Regions from separate parts of the Rattus norvegicus genome. Here region 2 is linked to region 1. Evidence: chromatin contacts called from public Hi-C data. All regions are on one chromosome and are shown on one strand. The core of a region is the stretch at or near the end of the contact, and the rest is flanking DNA. Distances in the headings are between cores, read along the strand shown.

Region 1 (4,222 bases), core at 995-3,494:
TGGATATCATGCATTTAGATACTCAAGTGTCCAATAAACACAGGGGAACTAAGGCCACCTTGAGTCAGGCCTTCCAAAGGAATAAGTGTAAGGAGAGAAGTAATAATAACGGTGCCTGGCCATGAATGCTACTCGCCAGGTATTTACTCCTTAAGAACCACGTCACAGGGGTTAGATAGGTGGCTCAGTGGTTAAGAGCTCCTGCTGCCCCTGTTGTCTTCCAGGGGACCAGAGTTCAATTCTCAGCACCACCCATGTCCAATTATTTATAACTGCCTGTGACTGCAGCTCCAGGAGATCCTGTGCTGTCCCCCACCACCGCCACCGCACACACATAAATAAAAAGAAATCTGTCGGGGTTGGGGATTTAGCTCAGTGGTAGAGAGCTTGCCTAGCAAGCGCAAGACCCTGGGTTCAGTCCCCAACTCCGAAAAAAAGAAAAAAAAAGAAAAAGAAATCTGCTATAAAGAGCCCTGTCACAGCTAGGCCCAATGGTGCACATCTGAGAGGTAGGGTGAGGGGAGCCACAAGTCGAGATCATTCTTTGCTGCATAATGAACTTGGGCCATCCCCAGTATGTTAGACCCAGACGGTGTGTGTGTGTGTGTGTGTGTGTGTGTGTGTGTGTGTGTGTGAGAGAGAGAGAGAGAGAGAGAGAGAGAGAGAGAGAGAGAGACTAAATGCCTTTCTTTGTCTCCATTTTACAGTTAAGGAAACTGAGGAGCAAGTTTCCGTCATTTACTAAGGTTATATATAAAATAAAAGGAATTGACTACCCAATAACCCCGATTTCTGAGCTATTACCAAAGACACAAATGTAGAGTGCATCGCTAGTCTCTACCACTAGGTGGCAGTAGTATCCGCCGCCTCTTTTTTTTTTTTTTTTTTTAATCTCTAACTTCAAATATCCCTATGGTGCAGTACTGCTCCTGGTTGGGAACCACTGAGCTAGCCATTTTTCTCTCTTATCTTCATAAACTAGTAATGAAGCTTATTGTTCACCAAGGACCAGGCGTCCTCCTAAATAATTTAGGTTATTAACTCATTTAATCCTCACAACAGCTCTTAAGTGTGAGCTTCATTGCTCTGTGTTCTACGGAGGAGGACAGCAGTAGCACGGAGGTATAACACACATTGGAGACAGTCCCAGAGCTTCTGAGTCGTGGTGCTTGAATGTGGCCTGGAGCCGCTGCCTTTAGAGCAGTAGCGGGCTGTTTTTTTGTTGTTGTTGTTGTTTGTTTGTTTGTTTTTTTACCTCTTGTGACAGAAGGACATGGCAATGGGGGTGGGGTGAAGGGTCGTGAGAAAGACAATATAAGATTATTAGTGAGGGTGTCGCACATGAGCGCAGCCAAACAGAACAGAAGTAGGCTGAGGAAAGAAAACCAGAACACAGTTACTGAGGAGGAACCACTCAGGACAGACAGACAAGCCGCTCAGAGGGCCCGTGCACTGAAAAGGTTTCAGGTGGGAAGGGTGCGATTAGCTTTTAGGCAGATAATGGCAGAGGGTGGGCTCCAGTGCTAAGACTCATGGTTGAATTTTAGGGGGTTGATTTGGACCCACCTCTGAGTGTCCATGACTTAAGTCAATAATTGGAGACAGCATGCGGAACAAGTCCTCAGAGCCACCCTGTCTCCCATGCCCTGGCCTGCTCACACCCCTAACGCCGGTACAGAACAGAAGCCCAGGCTCACAGATTGACTCCAGCCACCTAAGTCCCTGATGTTATCCTGGATCTCACTTCAACCCTAGTCCTGGACCCAGAAGCCCCAGAGGGTCCTGGCCCCGGAGTTAGGCTTGGGAAGTAAAGCCAGACTGAGCTGGTTAGACGGCTCAGCCGAGTAAGGGCTTTCGCCTCCATGCCTGATGGCTTGCGTGTGATATCAGGACCCGCATGGTAGAAAGAAAGAAGTTACCGCCTCAAGTTGTTTTCTGATTTCCACACATGCTATGTGGCATGAGTCTCAGGCGTACGCGTGTGCGCGTGTACACACACACACACACGCGCGCGCGCGCGCGCGCACGCACGCACGCATGCACACACACACACGTTGCCAAAAAATAAATAAATAAATAAATAAAAGGTAGGGATGGAGTGGACACTGCCTTAGGCCCCTCCACCCAGTCACTCTTTTGGCCCTTTGAACTGGACAGAGCTAGAAACTCCTCTCCCAGTGAAAGCTACAGGAAACCCTTTCTCCTGGGCCATCCCCTCATGGAACAGGAGGTGGCAGCACCAACATGGTTTTTAAAGTAAAATCAAAGCTGAAACTCGAATGTGTTTCTGCCCTTCCTGGACTTACACCCACACAGCACCCTCTCTGCTTTCGACCTGTCCTCCTCTCCTGCCCCTGCCCTTTGCCCTTCTTAGTTAATGAGAAACAAAAGCCAATGGACCCAGATACAAACTTAGAAGGTGAGAGGAAGCATCAGAGGTAGGGGGATATCAGTTTGTTGTCAGACATATCCCTGGTCTCTGGAGCCCACTGTCCTGACACACTCGGTTCCCCAAGATTATATCTAAGGTGGAAAAGTTCCTTGTGACCAGAGATCTGACTCGCCGGTTAAGGGCACTTGCTGCTTTTGCAGACACGGTGCTCCATAACTCCAGCTCCATGGTATCTGACACCCTTTTTTAACCACCCGAAGTATCAGATGCATACGTACGTGTTGTACACACAGACAAAACATTCATGCATATAGAATAATTTCTTAATTTTTTAAGTCCCTCATTAGTGGTCTCGGCACCTGGGTAACTTTGAAGCTAGCCTGGGCTACCAAATGAGGGAAAAAAGAAATTCCTGACTTCCTCCTCACCTCAGTTAGACGGGACCATTATCCAGTCACAATGATGTATGGTGTTCTGTCTTCCTCCTGTGGAATTTTAAATATATTCATATATTTGGGGGTGGGGTGCACATACACACACACACATACGTGAACCAGGGTGAACCCATAGTGGGTCCTCACCCTCCACCTGGTCGAAGCAGGGCCTTTTGCTTTTACTGCTGTGTGCGTGCTCCAGGCTGGCCTGCCCATGAGTTCCATCTGTCCTCTCACTGTGGAGACACTGCGATTACAGATACGTGTCGCATGGGCTCTGGAAGATGAATTCGTGTCATTGGGGCTTGTATGTGGCTAGCTAGTGCTTTTACTTGCTTAACCGTCTTCCCACCCGTTTTCTTGTTTTGTTTTTGTTTTTGCTTTGTTTGGCTCTTTGAGCTCTAGTCTCCCTGGGTAACCCAGGCTAGCCTCAAACTCACAATCCTGCTGCTATGGCCTCCCATGTTCTAAAAATCACAGACGTTTGTCCACACCCCTTTGTCTACAGTTATGACTTTAAATATTTATGTATATAAAATACTTAAATATAGCTTCAAACTTACTTTACTGAGTGAGTCAGCATTATGGAAATTTCGCTTTAAAGGCTTCCTTCATGTATAAACCCTGCCATGACACAACTACTTCAGTTTGTCTCGTGAGTGTTGCCTACATTTGAGAACATAGTGTATTCACAATTTTATACTCCACAGGCCTGAACTCCCCTCTCCCCCCACCCCCATGCCTGGCGGGCTTCCTTTTTGCCAAGAATCTGTGTGAGCTCAGGTCAAGAGCACTTTGTGCTCTTTAGTGGCTGGCATTTGGATGAGGGAAACACACCAGGATTGTTACACAGGACTGCTATCCAACACATCAGGGGGTGTGTTAGACTGAGATGACCCCTCCCAGATTTCCTGAGCCCGAGCCCTTTGGAAGGATTCTGTCCCGGGAGACCAGTCGGTCCCCAGCAAGTCAGGGTAGTCCAGTGGCTGTGACAATTCATCTTCCTTGTGACCCTTACTGGATTTAGAGTTACATGGGAGAGCGTCTCCCTGCAGCTGTGACAAACCTCCCAACAGAAGCAACCTAAGGAGTTATCCTGACTCACAGTTGAAGGCTGCAGCCCATCAAAGCAGGGAGGTCGAGGCAGCAGGGGCTGGAAGCAGCTATTCACATCCTATCTGCAGTCAGGAAGCAGAACAACGAAGTCCTCACAAGCTGGCCTCCTTATTCTACAGCCCAGAACCCATACCCAGGGAACGGTCCTGCCCACAGCCAAGACGGGCAACACACGCATTTAATCCCAGCACTCAGAAGCAAAGGCAGATGGATCTCTGTGAGTTCGAGGCCAACCTGGTCTACACAGTGAGTTCTAGGAAAGCTGGGGATTAGCAGTGAG
Region 2 (4,306 bases), core at 1,054-3,553, 130 kb after region 1:
CAAGGGGTCATCAGATCCCCTGGAACTGGACTGACAGACAACTGAGAGCCAGACTGTGGGTGCTGGGAACCAAACTGCAAGAGCAAGTTCTCCTAACCAATGTCTCTCCACCCATGGGCTAAGAGTTTTAATATAACTGTTTGAACTCTCAACAAGTAACCTGGAACAAGTGATATTAATTTCAAGTAGCAGACATTATCCTAAACACATACAGTACCTCCTTTACTCCTTCCAACATTACAGTTAAGTGAACTGATTTGCCTATGTCAGAAAAGTGGTGTACAGAAGGAATCTAGTGTACCTCCTTTCTGAAACATGGACACAGGAATGGTTTCCACATTTGCAAATTACCATTATCATGGGATTCCTAGTCCGATAATGTCCAAATTAACATTCAAAGAGTTGAAAAGCAGCTAGGTGTCGTGGTGCATGCCACTAATCCCAGCACTCAGGAGACAGAGACAGGCAGATAATCAGTGAGTTCCAGGCCAGCAGGAGCTACACAGTGAGACCCTGTCAACAAGAATAACAATAAGGGCTAGATAGATAAGCAGTTAACAGCACAGGCTGCTCTTCCAGAGGACCTGGGTTCGATTCTCAGCCCCAACATGGCAACTCACAACCGTCTGTAACTCCAGTTCCAGGGGATCTGGCATTCTACAGAGATATACATGCAAGCAAAACACCAATACACATAAATAAACCTTTAAACAATAATAATGATGATGACTGATGATAACCACTGAGGGAGGATTATATAAAAGCCTGTAGTTAGGTTGGAAATGACTATAGAAAATTTTAAATCTGATTAATTGATCACTTAATAAAAAATAGAAGGGGAGGGTACAGGAGAGATGGCTCAGTGGTTACACTGACTGCTCTTCCAGAGGTCCTGAGTTCAAATCCCAGCAACCACATGGTGGCTCACAACCATCTGTAATGGGATCTGATGCCCTCTTCTGGTGTGTCTGAAGATAGTTCCAGGGTACTCAGAAATAAGTCTAGGGGAAAAGAGTAGAAGGGGAAAACAGTTTTCTAGTTTAATAAAGTGTACATGAAGAACAAATGGAAATGACTCTCACCTCGGGTTCTCAGGTAACACTCTTAACCACCTTTACAGGACTGTCAATACAGCTCCTGTGTGGTTTGGTATACAACCACCTTACAAAGGGAGAGCAAACATGTTTTCTCACAGTCACTAGGAAAGGCTAAGGACCAAATTTAAATCCAGGTCAGGCCTGGCATGGTGAAACTCACCTATAAATATCCAAGTACTGAGGAGGTTGAAGGTGGAGAGTTCCAAGCCAACCTCGACTGCATTCCAAGACTTACAAAATACAACCATCCAGAGTGTGTGTGGGGTATGTGTGTATTGGGGGAAGGGGTTGGGGGATGACTTCTGGATCTAACCAATGAACAAGTTTAGCTCTGAAAGGTAAGACAAAAGAAAGAAGGAAGGAAGGAGGGGGCAAGAGAGATGGCACAGGGGTTATGACAAAGCCTTCTTGTACAGGACCCAAGTTAGCTTCCTAGCACCCACATGAGGTGGCTCACGGCCACATGGAGACTTGCATGCATAAGAAAGGGTAAAATAAGTATTTAAGGGGGTAAAAAAGCAAAGACGAAGGCTTTTTAAATAATCTGATCAGACACACTTCAAAATAGGTAAATATAAAACAAGCTGGCGGTCGAAAGCCTTTTAACAAAATAAAACATCAAATCCTTAGCAATAAAAGGCTGAGGAAGTCACTGGCCTTTAGAAATGTGGGAAACCTCAATGCTTCCCCCATTTTGCATTTTATATCACAGAGTCCCTGGTAAATTAACTAAAAGCTAAAATGAGAGTCAAGAGCAAAAGAAAACACTGCCAATCCAGGATGTCAACCGCCTGCAAAACTAGGTCATCCTTCAAAAGCAAATTTCACGGCTCCGTTTTTCCATTCATTCTGTGCCCCACAGAATCTGGTTCATCAATGGACTACCTCCGCATTCATGTTCAAAACTACCTTGACTGTCTCCAGACTGGCCCCTTCCAACACCACAATGAGCCTACGGCCTCCACACTTGCTTCCTGCCCCAAGCCGGGGTCTCTTAGGCGGCGCAGGGTCCCAGTCCTGTTCCTGCACTGAAAAACGCCGCTCACGAGGTTGGAAGCCACCACTGGTCGCAGCCATCTTGTAAGCAGACCGGAAGTTGCGCTAAGGTCCTTAAGTTAGAACTTCACGTCCGCCTCACTGCAAACTTCCTTCTAGCTGCCATTTTGAAAGAGGGCGCTTGAAAATGGCGATACCTGTACGGAAGCCTCTCTAAGAGGGCACACCTCCAAAGGGGGCGGGACTTCCGGATGCGCCATTACTGTGCGCGAGGTTTGGGTCCGACTAAGCAAACGGGGGCGGGTTCAGAGAGAACGCACTTCCGGTGCCCTTTCTCCCGCGAGCTCTAAGGCCTCCAATCCTCGTGTGCAAGGCGAGGTGTGTAAACTGGAGTGGGGTAGAAGCTGGCGGGCACCCCCTCCTGACCACTGGTGCCGCCGCCTTCAGGAGAATCAGACATGGCCCAGAACTTAAAGGACCTAGCGGGACGCCTGCCCTCCGGGCCTCGGGGCATGGGCACGGCGCTGAAGCTGCTGCTGGGGGCCGGGGCTGTGGCCTACGGCGTCCGTGAGTCCGTATTCACTGGTGAGCAACCTCCTTCCACTGACCGGACCTCGCGGTCTCCAGACCCACTGTCCTACCTCCCCCAAGTGTCCGCGCCTCCATGCTCCCTCATCCCTGTCCCGCCTGAGCCTGACCAGCAGCTTGTCCTGACTCCCACCCCTCTCTCCACAGTGGAAGGTGGTCACAGAGCCATCTTCTTTAATCGTATTGGTGGCGTACAACAGGACACAATCCTAGCCGAAGGCCTTCACTTCAGGTAATGGCGGGCAGAGCGAGCAGGCCCTGACCCTTCACCCTTGACGGCTGTAGCCAGACTTAACAACAGGATTCGATACTGCTTTTTCCCCTCCTCACTCCTTCTCGTAAGGACAGTGCCAGCATAAAAGGCTGTTCTCGACCTGGAAAAGAGAATCTCCCTGTCTGTGGTCATGGGGAGGAACAGGCCCAAGGACGAGTGGTGAGGGGAAACTGGTCAAAATCAATGAAACTGTAGTTTCCCAACTCCTGTCCCTGACCTCTCCTTTCCAGGATTCCCTGGTTCCAGTACCCCATCATCTATGACATTCGGGCCAGACCTCGAAAAATCTCCTCCCCCACAGGCTCCAAAGGTAATGTGGGCAACTGGGAGCTGCATGGCACGTGGGGAAAGACAGAAATGTAAAATGAGCCTGGCAAGGCTGCCAGAAATGGTAGTGTTTCTTAGGGCTTGTATTCTATGTCTGCAAAAGAGCCATGCCTCACGGTTCAAAACAATACATGTAAGTATGTGTGCACGTTTTAACGTTACCTTCTGCCTAGCATAAACGAAATGAGTTGCCTTTCTTCCTTGCTGCCTGGATCCAAGCCTTTTTTTAAGGCCTTTTTTCTGTTGACTTGTTGATTACATCCACAGTACACCTTGCTCTGGAGAAAGTGCCCCCACTCTTCACTAGCTGTTTCCTTGTAGACCACATTTAGAAGTCCTGCCTTTGAGATTCCCCAGGCCTCTGCCTCATTCCCATGTACACACTGAGGCAAGTAGCCCCCAGAAATGTGCTTCTTTGTGCTGTTTGCAGTGTATGTGGTTTATTCATTGGCCAAGCCACAGGCCTTGGAAATAAACAATAAACAGTTCACAGTTCTGGTTCTCCAGATGATTAGGGGGAAACCCAAAATTGTGCTGCTTGGTGAATCCACTTTGGAGGAGTAGCAAAAAAAAAAAAATTTTTTTAAAGCTGTATTAATGGAAGACCTGTAGAAAAGATTTCTCAGTAAACAAGGATCTGTCTCACCCGTGTTGTCCACATGTTCCTCGTTGACATGATCATCTTCCCAGTGGAGCTAGTCTGTACTGTGTAACATGGTGGGTAGCATGGTGGGTAGCACTCATAGGAAAAGATGCTGGGAAAGGGGGAATTTGGCCTTAACCGGCCACTGCTGACCTCTCCCTCAGACCTGCAGATGGTGAACATCTCCCTGCGTGTACTGTCTCGGCCCAATGCCCAGGAGCTCCCCAGCATGTACCAGCGCCTAGGCCTAGACTATGAGGAGCGAGTGCTGCCGTCCATTGTTAATGAGGTGCTCAAGAGTGTGGTGGCCAAGTTCAACGCCTCGCAGCTCATTACCCAGCGGGCTCAGGTCTGACCCCTGTCTCCTTGGTCAGGGTTACT

Evidence for each region. A called contact is a pair of places that touch in the nucleus more often than the background predicts.
Region 2: a contact with region 1 is called in a Hi-C map of the Rat2 cell line, with 5 times the contacts expected there. The contact joins the promoter of Emg1 here to the enhancer-like site in region 1. A contact is called at or near these places in 3 of 12 Hi-C or Micro-C datasets (the A7r5 cell line, the Rat2 cell line and kidney).

The regions. Positions count from the first base shown.
Region 1 is chr4:159,067,222-159,071,443 of GRCr8, forward strand. It overlaps LOC102553636 (a long non-coding RNA gene), which reads right to left. Exons shown (of 5, transcript XR_353602.5): 3 at 2,821-2,877. Among named protein-coding and RNA genes, the nearest start is that of C1rl, 11 kb to the right of the region's middle. Within about 2 kb of position 2,245, at least 8 of the 93 cell types and tissues checked have an H3K27ac peak or open chromatin away from gene starts, as enhancers often do.
Region 2 is chr4:159,201,523-159,205,828 of GRCr8, forward strand. It overlaps Emg1 (EMG1 N1-specific pseudouridine methyltransferase), which reads right to left and starts at 2,304. Exons shown (of 6, transcript NM_001107888.3): 1 at 2,007-2,304. The coding sequence starts at 2,174. Phb2 (prohibitin 2) reads left to right here and starts at 2,426. Exons shown (of 10, transcript NM_001013035.1): 1 at 2,426-2,678; 2 at 2,829-2,913; 3 at 3,186-3,265; 4 at 4,090-4,274. The coding sequence starts at 2,552.